Linked DNA regions of Mus musculus: all the other regions are linked to region 4. The links are chromatin contacts, called in public promoter capture Hi-C maps. All regions are on one chromosome and are shown on one strand. Each heading gives the region's core, a stretch centred on a gene start, on an enhancer-like site or on the middle of the called end of the contact. The rest is flanking DNA. Distances are from core to core; before and after follow the strand shown. Region 1 overlaps Spef2 (sperm flagellar 2). Region 2 has its middle 26 kb from the start of Spef2. Region 3 has its middle 37 kb from the start of Capsl. Region 4 holds the start of Dnajc21 (DnaJ heat shock protein family (Hsp40) member C21). Region 5 overlaps Spef2 (sperm flagellar 2). Region 6 holds the start of Rxfp3 (relaxin family peptide receptor 3). Region 7 holds the start of Il7r (interleukin 7 receptor).

Evidence for each region. Promoter capture Hi-C pulls out the DNA fragments that hold promoters and counts their contacts.
Region 1: a promoter capture Hi-C map of liver shows a contact between it and region 4, with 2.7 times the contacts expected there. The contact joins the enhancer-like site here to the promoter of Dnajc21 in region 4. A contact is called at or near these places in 6 of 39 promoter capture datasets (the 3T3-L1 cell line, the C10 cell line, hippocampal neurons and 2 more), 1 of 484 Hi-C or Micro-C datasets (myeloid progenitors) and 1 of 9 other capture datasets (liver).
Region 2: a contact with region 4 is called in a promoter capture Hi-C map of neutrophils, with 4 times the contacts expected there. The contact joins the enhancer-like site here to the promoter of Dnajc21 in region 4. A contact is called at or near these places in 3 of 39 promoter capture datasets (the C10 cell line, neutrophils and pre-B cells) and 3 of 115 datasets of contacts at active chromatin or transcription factors (bone marrow-derived macrophages, large pre-B cells and regulatory T cell precursor).
Region 3: a contact with region 4 is called in a promoter capture Hi-C map of pre-B cells. The contact joins the enhancer-like site here to the promoter of Dnajc21 in region 4. A contact is called at or near these places in 11 of 39 promoter capture datasets (the 3T3-L1 cell line, 3T3-L1-derived adipocytes, the C10 cell line and 8 more), 3 of 115 datasets of contacts at active chromatin or transcription factors (the 230-238 cell line, the SCID.adh cell line and stem cell-derived neural progenitor cells) and 1 of 9 other capture datasets (adipose tissue).
Region 5: a contact with region 4 is called in a promoter capture Hi-C map of hippocampal neurons, with 4 times the contacts expected there. The contact joins the enhancer-like site here to the promoter of Dnajc21 in region 4. A contact is called at or near these places in 6 of 39 promoter capture datasets (the C10 cell line, the HPC-7 cell line, hippocampal neurons and 2 more) and 2 of 9 other capture datasets (liver and macrophages).
Region 6: a promoter capture Hi-C map of the SN4741 cell line shows a contact between it and region 4, with 3 times the contacts expected there. The contact joins the promoter of Rxfp3 here to the promoter of Dnajc21 in region 4. A contact is called at or near these places in 3 of 39 promoter capture datasets (the 3T3-L1 cell line, the SN4741 cell line and embryonic stem cells) and 1 of 115 datasets of contacts at active chromatin or transcription factors (neural tube).
Region 7: a promoter capture Hi-C map of pre-B cells shows a contact between it and region 4, with 8 times the contacts expected there. The contact joins the promoter of Il7r here to the promoter of Dnajc21 in region 4. A contact is called at or near these places in 5 of 39 promoter capture datasets (the C10 cell line, the HPC-7 cell line, hippocampal neurons and 1 more), 1 of 15 datasets of contacts at CTCF or cohesin (large pre-B cells), 1 of 484 Hi-C or Micro-C datasets (CD4 T cells), 9 of 115 datasets of contacts at active chromatin or transcription factors (CD8 T cells, the SCID.adh cell line, bone marrow-derived dendritic cells and 5 more) and 2 of 9 other capture datasets (liver and pancreatic islet).

What each region holds. Positions count from the first base shown.
Region 1 is chr15:9,595,614-9,598,585 of GRCm38.p6, forward strand. It overlaps Spef2 (sperm flagellar 2), which reads right to left. Exons shown (of 37, transcript NM_001305042.1): 31 at 1,690-1,796; 32 at 900-1,082. Among named protein-coding and RNA genes, the nearest start is that of Il7r, 67 kb to the left of the region's middle. Within about 2 kb of position 1,273, at least 30 of the 459 cell types and tissues checked have an H3K27ac peak or open chromatin away from gene starts, as enhancers often do. A contact at or near this core is called in liver, where this site is marked.
Region 2 is chr15:9,773,272-9,775,976 of GRCm38.p6, forward strand. No RefSeq gene overlaps it. Among named protein-coding and RNA genes, the nearest start is that of Spef2, 26 kb to the left of the region's middle. Within about 2 kb of position 1,355, at least 41 of the 459 cell types and tissues checked have an H3K27ac peak or open chromatin away from gene starts, as enhancers often do. A contact at or near this core is called in bone marrow-derived macrophages and neutrophils, where this site is marked.
Region 3 is chr15:9,471,707-9,474,406 of GRCm38.p6, forward strand. No RefSeq gene overlaps it. Among named protein-coding and RNA genes, the nearest start is that of Capsl, 37 kb to the left of the region's middle. Within about 2 kb of position 1,280, at least 46 of the 459 cell types and tissues checked have an H3K27ac peak or open chromatin away from gene starts, as enhancers often do. A contact at or near this core is called in the SCID.adh cell line and pre-B cells, where this site is marked.
Region 4 is chr15:10,469,003-10,471,813 of GRCm38.p6, forward strand. Dnajc21 (DnaJ heat shock protein family (Hsp40) member C21) reads right to left here and starts at 1,514. Exons shown (of 12, transcript NM_030046.2): 1 at 1,263-1,514. The coding sequence starts at 1,359.
Region 5 is chr15:9,633,150-9,635,919 of GRCm38.p6, forward strand. Spef2 (sperm flagellar 2) reads right to left here. Exons shown (of 37, transcript NM_001305042.1): 24 at 1,400-1,537. Among named protein-coding and RNA genes, the nearest start is that of Il7r, 100 kb to the left of the region's middle. Within about 2 kb of position 1,467, at least 7 of the 459 cell types and tissues checked have an H3K27ac peak or open chromatin away from gene starts, as enhancers often do. A contact at or near this core is called in hippocampal neurons, where this site is marked.
Region 6 is chr15:11,036,529-11,039,531 of GRCm38.p6, forward strand. Rxfp3 (relaxin family peptide receptor 3) reads right to left here and starts at 1,440. Exons shown (of 1, transcript NM_178717.3): 1 at 1-1,440. The coding sequence starts at 756.
Region 7 is chr15:9,528,243-9,531,140 of GRCm38.p6, forward strand. It overlaps Il7r (interleukin 7 receptor), which reads right to left and starts at 1,634. Exons shown (of 8, transcript NM_008372.4): 1 at 1,419-1,634. The coding sequence starts at 1,500.

The DNA.
Region 1 (2,972 bases), core at 23-2,522, 870 kb before region 4:
TGTGGAAGGGTGAACAAGGCACATTCAGTCAGTAGAGATGAGACAAGTAATCTAGGCACCCTTGTCAGTTAGAGAATTATAACACTAATCCTAACATTCAAATTCTGGACAAATGTATTAAATGCTCATATACCTGACCGGATGACTAGAATATCTATCTATCTATCTATCTATCTATCTATCTATCTATCTATCTATCTATCTATCTATCTATCTATCTATCTATAATCCTATTGACCAATTAATTTCTTTATTTGGAGTCTAGCTTCTGTATTCAAAATTCCCCAATCCTGTTGTACAACAGGCCTCCAGTGACACTCTGCCAACCAATTCCAATGAGCAGGTATTATGTTCTGGATTACCATCACTTTTCTTAGATGAGCTCCTTCATGCACGTTCCAATATTCAGAATTCCTGTGGATAGCAGTTAGACCCTTTCTGCCTTAAATATTCATGTACATTTTAAGCTCATTCAGTTAAAACAAGTCGCACCATCCACTAACCCAATTCCAAAGGAGCAAAACAGAAGCATCCAAGGCCACCAAGTTCTTCATTCCTGCCCTTCCCATTCCTTGGGAGTATAGGGTGCCTGGCAGTGGATCATTTAAAGCCCTGCATGTGGTTTTAATATATAGCCACAGGAATAATTACTAGCTGAGAACTCAGGAGAAAAATAATGAAGATTTTTGTGACTTTATTAGGGACCCTTAGTTCTGCAGGAAATTTTTTACTTTAATATTTTTTTCCTAATGCTTTGCCTGGGTATGGAAGCCAAACTTCTGTCCTGGACTTTGATTCTGTCTGTGCTGCCTATGTATGAGCTTCTTAGGAGCACGAGAGTGGCCAGAAATGTGATGTGTCAGCAGTGAGCTGGGTACTTGTTAAGAGAACTGGTCTACCTGCTTATACTGTTCGTAGGTGATGGTGCCTGTCTGTGCTTCATCCAGGGCCTTAAACCTCTGCAGGGTGTCCAGAAGCTCATCCTCCAGGGCCATGGGCCACGGCATGGCTGTGACCATCAAGAACTTCCTCCAGTCCACGAACTCTGTGTTGACTGTTAATAAAGATGTGATCTCCTGCAACTGGAAGAACATAGGGGCTCTCACTGGGAAGTTTGGCCAACTAACTTGAAGCTACTCCCACTTAGGCTTTCAGAGCTTGGTGCCAAGGGAAGAGGGATTTCACCTTGGCAGCCAGAGCCAGTTCTGACTTGGGTTTACTTTCGTTTTCTATTCTAACAACGGAGCCACACCAGGCAACTGTTTTGACATTTGTGATTTTTGTGTACCCTGCTCATCTAATTCACTAAGGTCAGTTAGCCTGGTGTCTTTTAACCAGTGGAAGGTTAAAGTCTGGGGAAGTAACATATTAACAGGGTAGTGCAATATAAACATTAAACTTCCTAGGGTCTTGACAATGAAAATATGATGAAAACCAAGCACTCTCAAAACTCAGCTTCTGTTCCTTGTTAAGGTATTTGTAAACCACTTGTAATTGGGTTGCATCTCCCAGTGTCTGAAATGGTTAAATGTTAGTCATCAATAGCATGGCTTACTTCCGACATCATTCACTCATTTAAATGTCATTGGTTTCTTGCTAATGCTGCAAACTGGTTGCCTTAGAACTATTGATTCATCAAGTAAGACCTGCATTAAGGCCTTTTAGATGCCAAACAGAACAGAAACTTACGTCCAGTTGGCTGAGGTGCATCCAGCTGCTAGGGAAGTTATTGGTTCCAAGGTTTAGGGTAATCAAATCAAGCAGAATGTCACTGAAGGCTTTATTTCCGATTATGCCTACAACACAGTGAAACAGTTATTTATTTATTTATTTATTACCATTTTTACTGGAATTACAGTTTATTCTGCTAAAACAGAAATAATGCCTAGTAACTCTCTTACTTACTTGGTCTTGTGTTTCTCTAGAGAGAAAGAAGCTACCTTAGAAACATAAAATAAAATAAAATAAAATAAAATAAAATAAAGTAAAATAAAATAAAATAAAAATTCTTGATGTTCTTTTTGTTATCTCTGTAAAATGTCCTCTTTCTTTGGTCCAGGAAAAAAAATAACAGTCATTTCTAATTGAGCAAATATTAAAATTGCATAATTCTTAGGTTAAAATTTTATGGCAGCATGATGGTGGTGGTGCACACCTTTAATCTCAGTACTCAGGAGGCAGAGTCAGGAGGATCTCTGAGTTTGAGGCTAGCCTGGTCCACAGGATGAGTTCCAGGACAGCCAGGACTTTTACACTGAGAAATCTTGTACTGAAAACAACAACAACAACAATAACAACAACAACAAAAACCTTTGATATTTGTTTCAAACAGGTTAAAAAATTTAAAAGCATCACTAAATTTTATTGTATCCAATTGGACACATGAGCAAAACATTTCATATTTCAATTCCAGACCTGCAAGATGACAGCCATAACATAGGTAGCACCTTCTCCCCAGATTGTCCTCCAGTTGGTGATGGCTTGCTTTTGTAACTGTAGGGAGACTTGGATGGCCAAGTCAATGACATTGACGGTGACAGTTAGCCATATAATGGCACTGTATTTCCCTCTGCCTTGCTATTGTACACTAATATATTTTAACATATCTAAGAGACACATCTACTTAGATTCTTATTCCAAACTGCATGCACATGCACTAGAAAGAGAGAAACAAAACAAAAAAATTAAAAAAGAAAAAAAAACAACGAACAAACAAAAAGCCAGCAGTGGTACCTTTTAGAATTATGGGAGACCAGTTATATATATCCACGTATCTGGGAGGTGTGCCGTAGAGAGTCATTCTTTTTTGCAGTTGTTCTTTAGATTAGACACAGCATCCTAATGTTTCCACTTATATCTGAGTTTTTCCTGTGTCTGAGAGTCCACATGAACCTTATTGTTTTTTCTAATCTCCAGAGAAATGCAGCTCTCCCTTTAAAAATGTCAGTGGTTCAAACCACATGCACAATTCC
Region 2 (2,705 bases), core at 105-2,604, 700 kb before region 4:
TTGCTTCTCAGGCTAGCAGCTGAAAACCTAAACAGCTTAAACAACAAACCAAAGAGAAGAAAGAGAAGAAGGAATCTAGCTCTGAAGGGTCTACTAGTGACAGCGACGGGACTGATAGCAACAGTGACATCTGTAGTCAGATGTCCCGCTTGAGTTTGCGGCGCAGTAGGACGCCTGAACCATCAGCCCCTCCGTTGACTTCTCCCCCCCCCCCCCCATAAAGATTAGGAAGACAAAAGGGGAAGGCGTAGTCTTCATGTAGAAGTCTAGAAAAATGTGCCCACCATTGTGGGGGCCTTCCCAGTATTTCAGGATCAACAGGGGCAACGTTATCATGAACCCCTGGATTGGAAGGTTGTACAAAGATTGAAGGAGTCAGTTCCGACTTATGGGGTCCAGGCTGCCTTTACCATAACTCAAGTTGAGTCCCTACAGCGGTACTGTATGACGCCTTTTGATTGGCAGAACCTTCGCAAAGCCATTCTTTCGGGAGGAGGTTATTTAACATGGAAGGCTGCTTATCTTAAGCATGCCGTTGAGCAGGCTATGGCTAATGCTGCTGCTGGATTCCCCAATGCAGCCTGGAATATAGACATGTTAATGGGGCAAGGGAACTTTGCCAACAATCAAACAGGTTATCCTATACAGGTTTATGAGCAGATTAATAACTGCTCTTAGAGCTTGGAAGATGCTATCAGGCACTGGAGACCTTGGGACCAGCTTGTCTAGGGTGATACAGGGACCCAATGAGAACTTTGCAGACTTCCTAGCACGACTAGTGGAGACAGCTGGGAGAGTATTTCCAGATGGTGATGCTGCAATGCCATTGGTCAAGCAATTAGCCTATGAGTAGGCCAATAAACCCTGCAGAGACGCCATATGCCCTTATAAGAGCCAACGTTGTAAGTATGGTTAAAGGTTTTCCGAGATGTGGTGGACATTCCACTGACCAACCAGGGGTTAGTGGCAGCCATAGTTCAGGCTCAAAGGCAGACTCCTCATCAGGGTGGACAGCAAGGGGGAATCCAGGGGGGATGCTTCTCTTGTGGGCAGCCAGGTCATTTCAAGCGAGACTGTCCTAATAAAGGAAGACAGGAGATACAGACAGGCATGCAGAGCCCAAGTTATGCCCTCACTGTCACAAAGGAAATCATTGCGTCAGAGAATGTCAATCCAAGTGGGATGTAGATGGTTGTCCCCTAACTTCTCAATCCACAGCTGCTAGGCCAAAAAATGGAGTGCGGGGCCCCCAGCCTCAGGGCCCACAAATATATGGGGCCATGCAGCAGACTCCCACACTGTGGCCAAACCTTCAACACATTCCCCGGTGCAATCATCTACGGGCATCCTCAGAAGAGCCACAACAGGAAGTGCAGGACTGGACATCTGTGCCACCACCAGACTCATATTAACCCCAGAAATGAGTGTGCAAATGACTGCTTCAGACTTTAAGGGTCCTTTGCCTAAAAACACAGTTGGCCTCTTATTAGGACATGGTTCAGCAGCCAATAAGGGATTAATTATCCATCCTGGTGTCATTGATCCTGACTATGGGGGAGAGTTTAAGATCATGGTTTCCTCCCCCAGAGGGGTGTCTGCCATTTCCCCTGGAGATAGAATTGCTCAAATTTTGCTTTTGCCTAGTCACCATGCTAGCTTCCTTTCAAGGGAACTGAAAAGAGGAAATAGGTGCTTCAGCTCTACTGGAGACACTGGGGTGTGGTTTTCTATGACTATGGAGGATCACCCTATGATTAAACTTGAAATTTAGGGAGTCTCTATATGGGGCTTACTTGATTGGGCCAATCGCAGCACTGTAAAAGAAACAGATTGGCCAAAAAGTTGGCCCCTTCAGACCTCTGCTCAAACTCTTCAAGGTCTTGGATTTGCACAAGACCCCAGCTACAGTGCCAGTGTACTCCATTGGAAGGATGAGGAGGGGGCATAGGGGCAGTTTTCAGCCATTTGTTCTTCAAGTCCCTGTTTCATTATGGGGAAGAGATGTTATGACCAAGATGGGTGTAAAAATAGTTTCAGAAAAGACTTATAGTTTGCAGAGTCAAGCTATCATGGACGGGATGAACTATCAGAAGGGTAAGGGTCTTGGCAAAAATGAGGATGGATGATTCTCACCTATCTCTCCTAGAGGCCAAAGTGGCAGGGAGGGATTGGGTTTTTCCTAGGGTCCACTGAGCAAATATCTATTAAATGGAAATCTTATCAGTTGGGTGCCTCAGTGACCCCTACCCAAGGAAAAGCTGGAAGCTGGCCACATGTTGGTTAAAGAGCAACTTGATGCAGGACATGTTAGAGAATCTATTTCACCATGGAATTCACCTATTTTTGTTATAAAAAAGAAATCAGGGAAATGGAGGTTACTCCATTGTTTACGTGCAGACAATGCCCAGATGGAAATCATGGGGTCAGTGCAATTATGGTTACCAATGACTTCAGCGTTACCAAGAAATTGGACCTCAATAGTGATAGAGTTGAAAGATTGCTTTTTCACTGTTCCTCTGCATCCGGTTGATACAGATAAATTTGCCTTTACCTTGCCATCAATTAATCATTCTGCCCCTGATTTGCGATATGAGTGGGTGGTTCTACCCCAAGGTATGGCAAATAGCCCTACACTGTGCCAGGTTTATGTAGATAAGGCATTGCGACCTATCTGACAACAGTATCCGAGAGTATATTTATACCAC
Region 3 (2,700 bases), core at 30-2,529, 1.0 Mb before region 4:
TGTTGATATTTAATCAAGGAGTTAGCTAGTGTGTGGGTACTCTGCTTCTTCTGCTTGATAAAATTGTATTAGCATCCTGTGACTCACATATATTCTAGGTTTATGCAAATCTATTTTGAGCACAGAATACAAAATATATAGCTTCCAACTTTCCAAATTGTCCAACAAGCTTATTTTCTTAGAAACTATTATTATTTTAATTAAAATATCTATTAGATGAAGTAAAAAAAGTTTAGTCATAGGAATGCTTTGACTCAAAGGGAAAACAAAGATTTTGGAGGGGGCTTTTAAAATCAAGAGCTTCTCAAATATAGGAACAAGGTTTTAAATGTTAGAAATGCCATGGCTCAAAGTACAAACAAAAGCTTTAAGGATCTGCTGTATAATAGATTAGTTTGACAGATCATTTTCTCAGCATGATTTAACTTCTCCAAGTTGCTTAGATGAAAATTGTGTACTCAGGTTAGAGCTAGCCAAGTTCTTTTGTTCTAACAACAACAAAAAAAATCCCTCACCAAGTTAATGCCTCAAATTGTTTCTTCTAAACTAGATGACGGGTGGAATCTGTTGAAAGATATATAAGCAAATGATTGATGGTGCTTCTGAGAACATTGCTGTGAGAAGACATTCTCTCTGGTGTCTGGGTTGGTGCGGTGAGAGGCTGTGGTGAAGCAGCCCTTCCTCTCTGAGAATACAGCGGCCTTCTTGTTTAATTCTCACACCTGCTTTGCCAAAGCCAGTTTTTTTCTTCCCCTCAGAAAAATGTAATGGAAGTAAAACTCACTGAGAATGTAAACCACCCACAGGCAGCTGAGTTTCTGATATGGATCTCACATGTAGCAAAAGGTAAAGTACATCACAGGAAAAAAATCCTCAAAAGGTCATCGTTTTCTTTCTTTCTTTTCTTTTCTTTTTTTCTTTCTTTTCTTGTTTTCTTTTTTTTTTAATCACTCGTATTGGATTCTTCTCCTGATTCTTCAGAACAGAATTTACTGACCTTTTCACTTGGCACTCAGACACTGGTATTGATCTCATAGCATCTTTCTCTGGTGCTCTAAGATACCAGAGGCTGGTATCTTAGAAACGCACAGGCTGTGTGCAGAACTCATGATAAGTCTGAGGGAGACTCAGAACAGGAAGGGAACCTCACATGGAAAGAAGATGATGGATGGCAGAGTGGCTTGTTCCTTCCAGGGCTCACTTGGGTCTTGGCTCTTCTACACTGATGAGATGAAGTACATCACAAATATGGGGTATTATCTAATGCCATTCACTGCCTTACTAAGCCCAGGACATTCCCTTCGTTTCCAAGGGAACAGAGAAGGAAAGTACCATTCCACAGGTTTCCTACTTACTCATGCCTCAAAAGTCATTTAGCAGTATCATTCAAAATACATTTACTTAAGAGTGTCATTGAAGCTACAACATGCATGCAGTAAATCATGGGAACTTGAGCTTAACTAATCAGTTACTTAGAAAGTGTTTGAGTTGAAATTCACACTTATTTCTTATAAATTAAAACCCAAAACAAATGTTAAATAAATCAGTAATATAACAATACTTAGAAGGGCTGTGTCTTTCTATAGCCATATGTTTATGGGAGATATTTATTTGTATGTAAATATAATCTGTATACTAGTGGCAAAAATATTGCATATAGCTTTAAAACAGTGCCAAGCCAATAGTGACTTGTCATTTTATCACAGAACTGTCGCTCAAGCTATTTTCTCCACAGTGAGATGTTCTCATATGTAAATATTATCTTGACAGCAAACAGTTAAGTAGACATCAAATAAACACTGGTTTTGAAGCAGCATTCTGTTTGATAAATAAGAATATTGATGGTATTTATACTATACATGCTAAATATTTTATTTAAAATAAGGTGTGTTTCTAGTGGTAAGCTCTATGTATATGAGGTATCTACTTGTTATAATGAAAAAAAAAAAAAACCAACTGGGGCATCCTCTCGAGTAACCAGAAATTAAGATTTCTGTGAGCTATCAGTTTAGACATTTATAAAAGCACGTCATTTGGTACTTTCTGAGAGATTTTGCTTTAAGAAGTTCTGACTTAGCAGATTTTTTTTTTTAATTAAAGGTCTGAAACAGCAACTGCTTCAATAGAACAGAACATCTAACTCTGCCAGTAAATGACTTGCAAAGTGTGCTTTCTCTCACCAGCTAACATGTCACTTGCATCCTGAGGCTCTCTGGCTGTGCTTTTGTTTGTTGATAAAAATGTAATACTTTATTATAATGTAGGATACTTTACCTTAATGAACTGTATAGCAGTGAACAGGAATGTATATTGTTTAGGACTGGGCAAGTGTTTATTTTGGTGCATACCTTAATCTAGCTTTGTGGTGTTTTTATTGGTGACCCTATTACAGCAACGTGATTGTGCTTCAGAGATATTTATAAATATCATTGGTGTGATGCTTCTGTTACAGGTGATAACATTTAACTTGGAAAGTGGTGAGTCTTTTTAAAATGCATGACACAGTTACTCATAAAATTACCATTTTAACAGCCAAGGATAAGATATTATGACACAATTTGCTATTATTATTGCTTTCTATTCTTTCCACAGGGTCAGACTATGTTCACCTAGGAGGCTTACCAACTTCATCTCATTTTCAGCTTTGAGTTGCACTTCTACAACCAAGAAGGATAGAATAACTCTATTACTAGTACAAGG
Region 4 (2,811 bases), core at 264-2,763:
GTGCTCACTAGTTGCTGTATTAACCCAAACAGCAATGACACTATTTTACTCAGACAAATAGTTTGCGTCCATATGTGCAAGGCTTGTTTTCCTAACAAGACTGAAGTCCCTGTTTTAGCATTTCAAAATGTACATATAGCCCGGCAGTGGTGGCACACGCCTTTAATCCCAGCACTTGGGAGGCAGAGGCAGGTGAATTTCTGAGTTCGAGGCCAGCCTGGTCTACAGAGTGAGTTCAAGGACAGCCAGGGCTACACAGAGAAACCCTGTCTCGAAAAACCAAAACCAAAACCAACAACAACAACAAAAAACCAGCTAAAAACAAAACAAAAAACCAAAATCTACATATTATACCCTCATGCATGTGACTTGCATCTTCTCGACAGGGATGAGAAAAACTGAGCTTCAACTTGTTTGCGTTATATGGCGTTTTTTCCTCCTTTAAACAAACAAACAAACACTCCAAACTTATTAGTCATTTATATGACTATCCATCTTCTGTAGACTCTGGTAAGAACAGCTTAAAGGTAAACCGAAACTATTCTTAAAACACAACTACAACAAAAAACAGGTAAACCAGTCACGAAGAAAAAAAAGTATGTAAAATCACCCATGCCTGATGGCAATGGACAGTAATCCCAAGTAATTGCATGTAATTTACTTGGTAAGGTGAGGCAGGACGATCACTCGTTCAAAGGCTACCTTGGCAACGTAGCGAGAGACCCCATCTCAAAAGTGATTCGTTAAAAAAAAAACCAGGGGCGGTGTTGTGGATGCTGGAGCGCCTGGCAGCAGGTGCGCGGCGCTGGCTTTAATTCCCAGTACCCAGAGAGGCGGGATTGAGCCTCGGGACTCCCAAACAGACGGGGTTCAACTCCGAAGTTTCGAAGCCTGGTAGATGAAGAGACTTCGCCAAAAGTCCCGCAGACCCGTTTCACAACCACAGCAACCATGCCGGGGAAGCAAACTCCTAAGGAACCTCGCCCAGGTCTCCCGCCGTGGCAAACTCGTGTCCCGTGCGGGGCCGGGTCTGCGGGAGCCTGGGCATTGGGAAGGCGGGCGCGAGCGGGCCTGTTTAAAAGCCTGTCCCCCGGCTGGCCGGGCGACGTGAGGGGCCGGCAGCCCGGCCGCAGGAGCCGGAGGCGGCTGAGCGCCGAGCCCGCTTCCCCTCGGCGGTGCGGGCAGGGCCCCGCCGTCCCCACGGCGTGCGCCCCGCCAGGCCCGGGGTCGGCCGGCTGGGTCCCCGCCCGCCGGTCACCTACCCGGGTGCCACCTCAGGGCCAGCTTCCGATAGGCCTTCTTGAGCTCCTCCTCGCTGGCGTCGCGCCGCACCCCCAGCGCCTCGTAGTGACACTTCATGGCGGGGCTGGACACCGGGCCGGGGCCCGGGGCGGGGCCGACGCCCGGGCCCGGGCAGAAGCCGCAGCGGCGGCGCTGGCTGTCCTCTCCTCCGGCGGGAGCCCGGCGCCAGCAGCCCGCCAGCCAGCGAGCCCGGCGGCGGCGGCGGCAGCGGCGCGGGGTGGCGGAGGCGCGCGGCGGTGGACGACGCGGGCTGCGGCACGCGGGCGCGCGGAGGGGGCGGCGCCGACAGCTCCGCATGGGCGGGGGCTGGGCTGGGTTCCGGGGGAGCGGCGCGCCGCGGAGGCGGGGCCTGGGCAGGGGAGGCTGGGCGGGGGAGCCACGCCGAGAGTCATTGTGAGGGACACAGTAGGCTGTTTGGGTGGCACTCCTAGCCGGCCTGAAGGCAGGGCAAGGTAGGCTTGATAAGGAAGTAGTTTGGGAAATACCTTCCGGACCTTCGGATTAGTTCTCTGCAGACGAGGCAACTGGAGCTTCAAGGAGTTAAGTGCTGAGTTTCAGCCAGAAGTTCGTGGTGGAAACACACCGGGATTTACCATCTTTTCAATTCTCTTCAGCTACCACTTCCTAGGATCTCTTAATTCCCCCCCCCCCCCATCTTGCCTGATAATGCATAATAAGGGACAGTAAATAAGGTCATTGCCTAAATCAGTTTTTAAAGCATCTTAAAGGTAGCGTACCAAAAGCCAGGCTAGGTGCCCGGTATGAAGAACACAGCTTTAATCCCAGCCTCCACCCAGGAGGCAGAGGCCAGTTTATTCAGGAATTCCGAACCACACCTTCAATTATCTGTGAATTCAAGGCCTGCTTGAATAATGAGTTAAATTCATGATCCTGTCTCTGCTTCCCAAGTGCTGGGCTTACTGGCCTCCACAGCCAGACTAGGTTCTTTTACACATATATTAAGCAGAAAATGTCCACATCATAACAAGTACTCTTCCTAAGAATAAGTCATAAAGAAACATCAACTAACCAGTGTTGTGAAATGTCTTAACATCCAGCCTTGCTAAGACAAGACCTTAAAAAGAAAAGAGGAGCTAGGCGGTGGTGGCACATGCCTTTAATCCCAGCACTTGGGTGGCAGAGGCAGGCAGATTTCTGAGTTCAAGGCCATCCTGGTCTACAAAGTGAGTTCCAGGACAGCCAGGGCTATACAGAGAAACCCTGTCTTGAAAAACAAAACAAAACAAAACAACAAAAAGTTTATATAAAGCATTTCCTCTCCTGAGAACTTTCCTTGATGAGGGTGGGGTGGGGTGGGGGTGGACACATTTTTTTTTTCTTCCTCCCTGTGTGCTTTTGTTTGCAAACTCTAGAAGACTGAGTTGCCTGACTAGAGATGATGTTTCATGCCTGTGATTGCCAGCAACTGGGAGACCAAAACAAAAATGATTGCCATGAGTTTAAAACCAGCTTTCTGATTTAAAAAAATAAAATAATTTTTAAATACAT
Region 5 (2,770 bases), core at 217-2,716, 840 kb before region 4:
GTGTGTTATAGTTTAACAAAGAACAAAACAAGAACAAAAAGCACACACAAACGCCACACACACACACACACACACACACACACACACACACACCTGTAGTTTAGAGATGGAAACTGAAACTATGGGAAAAAAATACTAAGGTAGGAGCTACTATAATTCTTGAGGGTTTTCTGTTCTTTTAGGTTTCTGTTGACTTTTTAGACCTGCCCTTGGAGCAGGGACTGTCTCATTTGAGGCTAAAACTTCTAGAATTGAAGGGTCATCTGTTTAGAAAAGATTTGCTGAAAACCTACGATGTCTAAGTCATATCACCAGAGATACTTTATCATTTTCTAAAGTATCTTCTAAGTTGATCAGTTATGATGAGAAATGGCTCCCCTTCCATTTCCCCTATGAGCCACTAGTCTGTTAACAAAAATTAAGTAAGTATAGCTTGGCCATGATAGCTTTGATAGTCTCCTAAGCATCAATAATTTTAGACAGATTTGTTTGTCCAAGACTCTTAACCCCTAGCCTCCCTCAGGACATAAGGAAATTGATCCATTGTAAAAATTGTGTGTGTATGTGTGTGTGTGTGTGTGTGTGTGTGTGTTTGAAATGCACATTTTAAGACAAGCCCTTTTCTTTTTATCAGTTTTTTAATGCAGGAATGCCTTCCTCAAGATCCACAAAACCATCATTTCAAAGTATAGTTATTTCTCAAGGCAGATAGCATTTTAAGGCTCCTATATACAGGAAGGAATCTAACCTCCTATCTACACAGGCACATAGCAGGTGCACAAAATCACACTCTGACCCAGATAAACATGAAATTAAAAGTTAAAAAACTACAAAGCAAACACAATTGACCCCACGCCTCCATCCTGTATCAATCCTTGAGCTCTCAAAATCTGTGTCTATAGTCATTTTGTCTTGTGACATCTAACAGCTAAAGGCTGATATGTTTTTTTCCCCTGATCACAGCAATGGTACCCATGGTTGTAACGTAGCCCAGAAATTATGGTAGGGCAGATTTCCTTGGCTATTGTGGCCACCTTTAAGTATTCGAGAATCTGGTCAGGTAAATACCCCCGTTTCAGACAGCGTCTCTGCAATCTCACAGAAACTTCACAGGGACAAGAGATGTCCAGTAGCTGCTTGAGATTCAATGTCTGTATGATTGCTTGGCTGGGATAAAACAAACAAACAAACAAACAAACAAACAAACAAAACAATTTTTGTTAGCTAATTTTACTTGGCAAGGCAGAATGCGTACCACACAGAGAATGCATACCACACAAAATAAGCAAAATGAGCAAAAAATGATTCATGCTCAGACCCCTAACATTCCAGATGGACTTGTTCCCTGAGGAATAAGGTTGCAAAGAGAGCCTGTGTCACCATGCCCGGCTGTCCCTACCTGCATCAGGGAAAAGAAATGATTCATTGTGATTCCGATAGAGTCCTGCAGCCAGCTCTCATTAATGATATCAAGCCTCTCCTGTTCCGCCTCTTCCTTCCTCGCTTCACAGATGTCCCATAGGCGGTCTCGCAGATCCTGAGTGGGAAGAGAAACAGAGCAGCTGTGTATGAGAATCGTGCCTTGTACAACTTCTGTGCCATGGACCCGAGAGCCGTTGTTTCTGGAGATGTCCCTTTCGAAGACACACCTAACAAGTTTGTGCGTTAGATTCTTTTTTTAAAATATTTTTAATTAGGTATTTTCCTCGTTTACATTTCCAATGCTATCCCAAAAGTCCCCCATACCCTCCCCCGCACTCCCCTACCCACCCACTCCCACTTTTTGGCCCTGGCGTTCCCCTGTACTGGGGTATATAAAGTTTGCAAGTCCAATGGGCCTCTCTTTCCAGTGATGGCCGACCAGGCCATCTTTTGATACATATGCAGCTAGAGACACGAGCTCCGGGGGGTACTGGTTAGTTCATATTGTTGTTCCACCTATAGGGTTGCGGATCCCTTTAGTTCCTTGGGTACTTTCTCTAGCTCCTCTGTTGGGGGCCCTGTGATCCATCCAATAGCTGACTGTGAGCATCCACTTATGTGTTTGCTAGGCCCCAGCATAGTCTCATAAGAGAGAGCTATATCAGGGTCCTTTCAGCAAAATCTTGCTAGTGTATGCAATGGTGTCAGCGTTTGGAGGCTGATTATGGGATGGATCCCTGGGAGGATGATGCTCTTGTTCTCTCTGATCAGATGCCCACAGGTCTCACAAATCCACTTCTATCCCATTTTCCATGGATAGCTCTACTTGTGCGTTAGTTTCTTTGTTAAAGTGGTATCACTTTATGTGAATTTAAAAACAAAACAAAACAAAACAAAACAAAAGCAAATATTGTTGGTGGGAAAAAAATACACTTTTACATTTGAACCAAGACCATGAATTTGTTGCTTATCACAAATACAGCATCCTTTGACAAAAAATTGTTTGTAATGGGGATGATCAACAACAGCTCAGCAGCATACCAGGCTGTGGCCAGTAAGGAAGAATGTGAATAGGATAATGTATAACATCATATTTACACATAGCAATAGGCCTATAGTATGGGCATTTGGGAATATTTCATTTGTTTTATAATTTATATATAAGTATACTAAAATTATAGTGGTTCTGAGTATTGAGTTCTTCTTAAATGTATTGTTGACATATCTGATCACCCAGTAAATGCCAGTAAGCAGCATTAATTAGCTCATTCCTTATCTTTATTTTTATTAAGAGAATACTGGGTCATAGAAAAGGTGTTTTCCTCACGTGAGTAGATGGTAAAGCTAG
Region 6 (3,003 bases), core at 190-2,689, 570 kb after region 4:
TGGAAAGTGCATGAGGCAGAGCTCCTCACCCAACACCCTGATGGTGGTGGAAAAAATGGCATTGGGCAGCGAGGCCAGCGCAGCCGAAGCCCAGATCAACCCACACAGCACCTTGGCTGAAAAACAGCAGCTCTCCCTCAAGCTCTGGCCGCAGCAGTCGCCACGGCCACGCCCTCGGGTCCGATGGCTCTTGAGAGCCGAGGCCACCGAGTGGTAGCGCGCCACGCTCATAGCAGTGAGGAAGAAGACGCTGGCGTACATGTTCATGGATGTCACCATGGACACGATCTTACACATGGCCTTGCCGAAGGGCCACTTGAAGTCTAGTGCGTTCTCCACAGCCCAAAAGGGCAGAGTGAGCACGAACTGAAAGTCAGTCAGTGCCAGGTTAGTGACAAAGAGGTTGATGGAGGATTTGCGCCAGCCTTGCTTGCTCTTCATCAGGTAGAGAACCAGCAGGTTGCCGGCCAGTCCCAGGGCACAAACCACCCAGTAAACCGCGCTGATGAGGATCCGTACCCTGGCCTCAGTGTCTGTGCTCTCTGCCCCGCCGCCACCCGGAGGATGCCCAGGCGCCGCACCGTCTGGCAACTCTAGCCCCAGCTCCCACCACAGATCCTGAAGCTGCAGCGACGCATTGCCGCTGGCGTTGGCCACTTCCAGCAAGTCTGGGGTCAGAGCGAAGAATTCTGAGAGCTCATCACCCGCAGCTGCTTTCCTCACGGTGGCCGCGGGGGTTGCAGAAGCCACCTGCATGCTCAGGTGCGCCTTAGTCACGTTCTGCAAGCCGACTACCGAGAGTCAGCGCTTGCTCCGGGTGTGGTACCCAGGCGGGCGCGCAAAGCAGGTGCCTGAGCTTTCTATGTAGACGCTCAAAAGGGCTCCTGGAAACTGGATGCTGAGCCGCGTTGGCGCCCAGAACCGCCTTGGGCGCAGGGGTTGGCTGCACTCAGCATCAGTTCTTGGTGGGTTTAGAAGAGAGGATAGTTCTAGGCAAGTGGCTGGGGATCAAGGTTCCTCCTGGTGAGAACTGAGTCTCCAGCTACCTACTCTAAGACTGAGTCATACCCCTCTGCTTTCCTGCTGTCACTTAGATGCAGTCCCCTACTCAGGAGCACGGCTCTCCCAGTACCTTTGTTGGCTTCTGAGGTTGCCCGGAGGAGTTTCTCTCCTTCTAGAGGAAAACAGATCGTGGACATCTGTGTCTCGCTCTGACTGCCTGAAGGCTGATTCACGCCATCACTTCCTGGAGCTCCGTTGGTGTTTTCTGTGTGTCCGATATTGTCAACCCCCAGTGAGTTGCCAGCGTTTGATGAGTTACATTGGCACCCACCTCTGCTGAGAGCCCCGAAGAGCTTGCATAATCTCCGTGCGAGAAGATGGGGGTGCTTTCCGAAGTGCTGAACCCCGCGCGCCACGCAGGGAGAGGCAGAGTCTACTGGCAACTAACTCCCCTTTGTTCCAAGTTGCAGAAGGAGTGGTCTTAGTCTTTTATTTTCTCGGTGTCTGGAGTGAGTCTGAGTCTGCTTTCTTCCTTTCTTATTTTTATTAGGACGAGGTTTTTTTTTCTCCTTTCTCCCCACCTTAACACAATAGTTTGTTTCTCCCACTTACACAATAGTAACACCCTTTGTTCTTTAAATCAAATAACCAATCTTTTCCTAGTACTCAAACTGAAGCCCCATCTCCCCTCTAATTAGCTGAACACTTACCTGGTGTCAGATTGGCAGAATTCTAAGGGTTGATGTTTGCCTGGAATTGAGTATATTTTAAGAACTGAAGCTACAGGGGGCCGTGGGGAGGGGGAGACGTGTTACGTCTCAACTTTGCAGTTTATTTAGATGCCAGGTTAGTTGCTCTTAGAAGGACTTAAGGAAGCTGAAGTGTTTTCTTGACAGAAGAACTAACCTGAAAAACAAGTATGCTAAGCATGCAGTAATTGCCCTCACTTCTGGGATAATACTTGACTTTACTAACAGTAATTGGGGATATACGGACAGATGGAGCGAAAGAGATAAAGACTTGTAATCAGTCAAAGGAACAATAAAAGAGAAAAGAGGTCCTCGGCAACCTTAAACAGTCTTAATTCCAAAGTGGACTTTAAAAGGGCACTTCGCTGCAGACGCTGCATTTCTCGATTTTACCAATAGAGGTCGCAAGAGCTTCAGTAAAAAAAAAAATCAACTGGCCTTCGATCAGTTTTAATATGTTGAAGTTCTCTGCCCTGGTAATTCTGTGCTTCTGTGGACCCCTCCTTGCATCCTGGCTTTATAGCCTCGCCTTCAAGCGCACGTTCTCACTTTAAAAAAGCGTTTTCTTCCTCTGCCAATTTCTTTCTTTTTTATTGTATTTCAAGGGCTACTGAAAACCAAGGAAACCTGTGGTGATACGGAAAGTCCTATGCAGTAAAGGTCTTAGTCTGCTCACTCATCTAACAAATACTTACTTAGCCTCGCTTTGTTAGGTGTTATTCCATGACTAGAAGACTTTATGGTAAGTACAATCTGTAGAGTTCACACTCAGATGGGTGATACAAATAGTTAAGAGTTGTGTGATTGTAATATAAGTAGAAAAACAAAGCAAAATGAATCATAAACCATGTCTAATGAAGTTTGAACTTCCTGAGACTGTCAGGAGGCAGACACTGAGACAGACACTGAGCATAGGGGCTGCTGATATTATTAAGAAGAGAGTCCTATTGACTTCTGGCCACTAAAGAAATGAAGCCAAGGGGATTAGATAGAGCTCAGAAATACTGACGAGTGCTCTGCTCTTTGGAGGTCTGTGGTATAGGCTGAGAGATTCACTTAGCTAACTGCCAAAGCAAAAGAATGAAGTCATGAGTTTGGCCCTCTGGGGTCTTTGGTGTGTGTCTCTCATCTGAGAAGTCATTTTAGTCTAAAGTATAATTTCCAGGTTTTGGAAACATTGACATTCTGACTCAGGTGACCATCACTCTTGACCTGTCTCCACTAGATATTAGTAACGGTTTTCTCTCCTGCC
Region 7 (2,898 bases), core at 384-2,883, 940 kb before region 4:
GAATTTTTACTTTTTTTTTTTTTTTGTAAGAAATAGCATGGCCAAGAGGGAAGCATAGGGGCAAAGGATTGTACCAAACAGCAGCATGGTTCTCGTGCTTCCTGCCAGCTATTTGCACACATTTAACATGAGATAATGACTCTCCCTCACCAAGTGACTCATGCTCCGTCATGCTGAAGAGTGTGACTCCTCTGATGATTCTCTTCATAAGAACATGCAAGGGTTTTCCATCCTTGCTGATTACAAAGTAAAGTCACACAAATATCTAAGCTTAGGATGCACAACTAAAGGCATTTGACTGAAGAGCTAAACTACAGAGCTAGGCTGATGTGTATTGATACTGTGCATAAAGAAAATACAGATGTATTTGATACAAGCTTATGCAATGTAGCTTTAACTGGTCTGGAACAAAGATGATTTTTCTGTCTCAGCCTCTTAGGCTTCAGGACTACAGGGATGTACTACTGCACCCAGTTTAGGAATGCACATATAGGCCAGCCATGGTGGTGTCTGCCTTTAATCCTAGCACTCAGGAACCAGAGGCAGGATGCACACACACACACACACACACACACACACACACGCACATACACAAAGACACACACACACACATTCCCCTTTTAATGGTGTGTGTGTGTGTGTGTGTGTGTGTGTGTATGAAAACAGTTTAATTAATTTGTAGAAACAAATTGGAGATTCACATTCCATGTAGCTGCTGTGTCTGCCAGAGACGTTTGAGTACAGTCCTGTAATTAAAATGCCTATTTTTAAGAAGTCAAGGTCTAAGTATTTTATGGATTCTGAGGAGAATTATGATGACCATATAATGGATTCTCTGAATATAAAAGCAACCCTGTGTATTTCAAAGAAGACACCTTCCTTAGCATACTACTGAATTATTCATCAGCAATCTAACATGAATCTGCCAAAGCTAAAGTATGTTGAAGAAATACATTATAGAGTAACTTCTAAACTCTAGACACTAGAAATACAGTTTTGGTGAATACACAAACCTCTCGTTTCTGGCCATTAATTTATCATGGGTATCTAGGGTTTTAGAACTCCATAAACAGTCAAAACAACAATGGCTTGATTTTTCAGTCTAATACAGTTTTGGAAGCGATCATCCAAAAAGCTCCAACAAAGAACTGATATGAGGTTTCTTTTTTGAAATTACCAGCATACATCCACATTTATGAGCCAGAATTTGAATGAAACTCAATGCTTCTTGACAGTTCTTGAGAGTTACAAGCCATTTGCAGTATTGTCATCATTCCCTCTGTCCTGGTGATTAATACCCACAAAACAACCTAATTAGTGCTAAATTCTTGCTTGCCCTGTTAGAGAACTGTGTAACTTGATCATATATGCTACAGGTAATCTGAAATCCTTTAAAAAAGGAGTTAGAAATGACTCACCATCCTGGGCATTTCCACTTTCTCCAGAAACAGCTTGAATTAAGCAGAAAACTATAGCGAAAGCTCTACCCAGAGCCATCATTCTGAGAGAGAGAGAGAGAGAGAGAGAGAGAGAGAGAGAGAGAGAGAAAGAATAGAGAAGAAGCACGCTTGTATGTGCAAGTGAATGAGAGAGAGGGAGACCCAAACCAGCTCTGTGCCTGCTAAACCACAGACAGGGAACTATGAACATCACAGAAGAAGGCAAGTGCCAGAAACAGGAAGTCTGAGCAAAAGGATTGCTGCTGTAAGCAGAGGTAGAGAAAACGGAGAGGTAGAGTGTGACTTTTTTTTTTCCTGCATCTTGGTATTCCCTGAAGCTCCTGAACTTAACTGCTTACTTTTGAGCAAGGTGGTAGACTTCAAGTGATGCTTCAGATGATCTCAGGGTCCAATGTAACAGGATCACAAGGCCAAAATCCACACTTACGATGCTCCTCAGTTGGTTGGGGATGCTCTTGTTTTAGGAATAATGATGCTAGGATAGAGTTGTCCCACTTAGGGCTGAACCCTCAATGGTCACGCCCAGTTCTCTGCTCTCTGAGAGAGAAGTGAGAAAAGAGCTTCTCTAATGAGAGGCAAGGCTGCACTATTCTATGGGTATAAGGACAAATGTCTAGAAGACAGTTTGATACTCTGTCTTTTAAACAAACAATAGTCCTGTGTTTTCCCCTATGCTCTAAGACCTCCCTGGCACGGGTTCGTGGTCAGATTTATAGTACCAGCCATGAAACACTCCCCTCAAGAACTCAGGGAACACCATGGAGGAGAGAAGGAAAGATCAGAAGAGGCAGGAGCCAAAGAGAAATACAGTGAAATTATCTATTATAAAAATAATAGGATCTTTGTGTTCATAATTTCACAGAAGCTATGGTTGTGACACAAGACTGGCATGAGATCACACCAATCCACATTCCAATATGGACAGAGCAGGTGTTCAAGAGGCCACATCCCTAGCTGAGGCCCTCCTGGCAGGTTGACAAATACCAGGCGATTAAGAGTTAGTTTTCTTTAAAAGTGTGTCCCATGGTAGGTTGCTCAAGCTCTAGTGGGCAGTTATACACTCATGAGCACAAGAGCTGAACTAAGTAGGTTCTGTGGATCCTTTTCTTAAATCATTTTAAGAATTGATTAAGTTATTTATTTATCCTAAATTCTGACTGCAGCGCCCCCCCCCCCATCCTTTGCTCCCAATCCCTCTTTCTCCCTTCCCTCCAACCTTCTCTAACATTCTTCCATTTCTCCACAGAAAAGGGGAGGCCTCCCTTGGATATCAACCAGCCTTGACATATCAAGCTGCAGTAAGACTAGGCACATCTTCTTCTCTCGAGACTAGAAAAGGCAGCCCAGTTAGCAGAAAGGCTTCCAAAGGCAGGCAATGTAGTCAGAGACAGCCCTGGCTTCGGTTTTAGGAGTCCCACATGAAGACCCAGCTGCACAA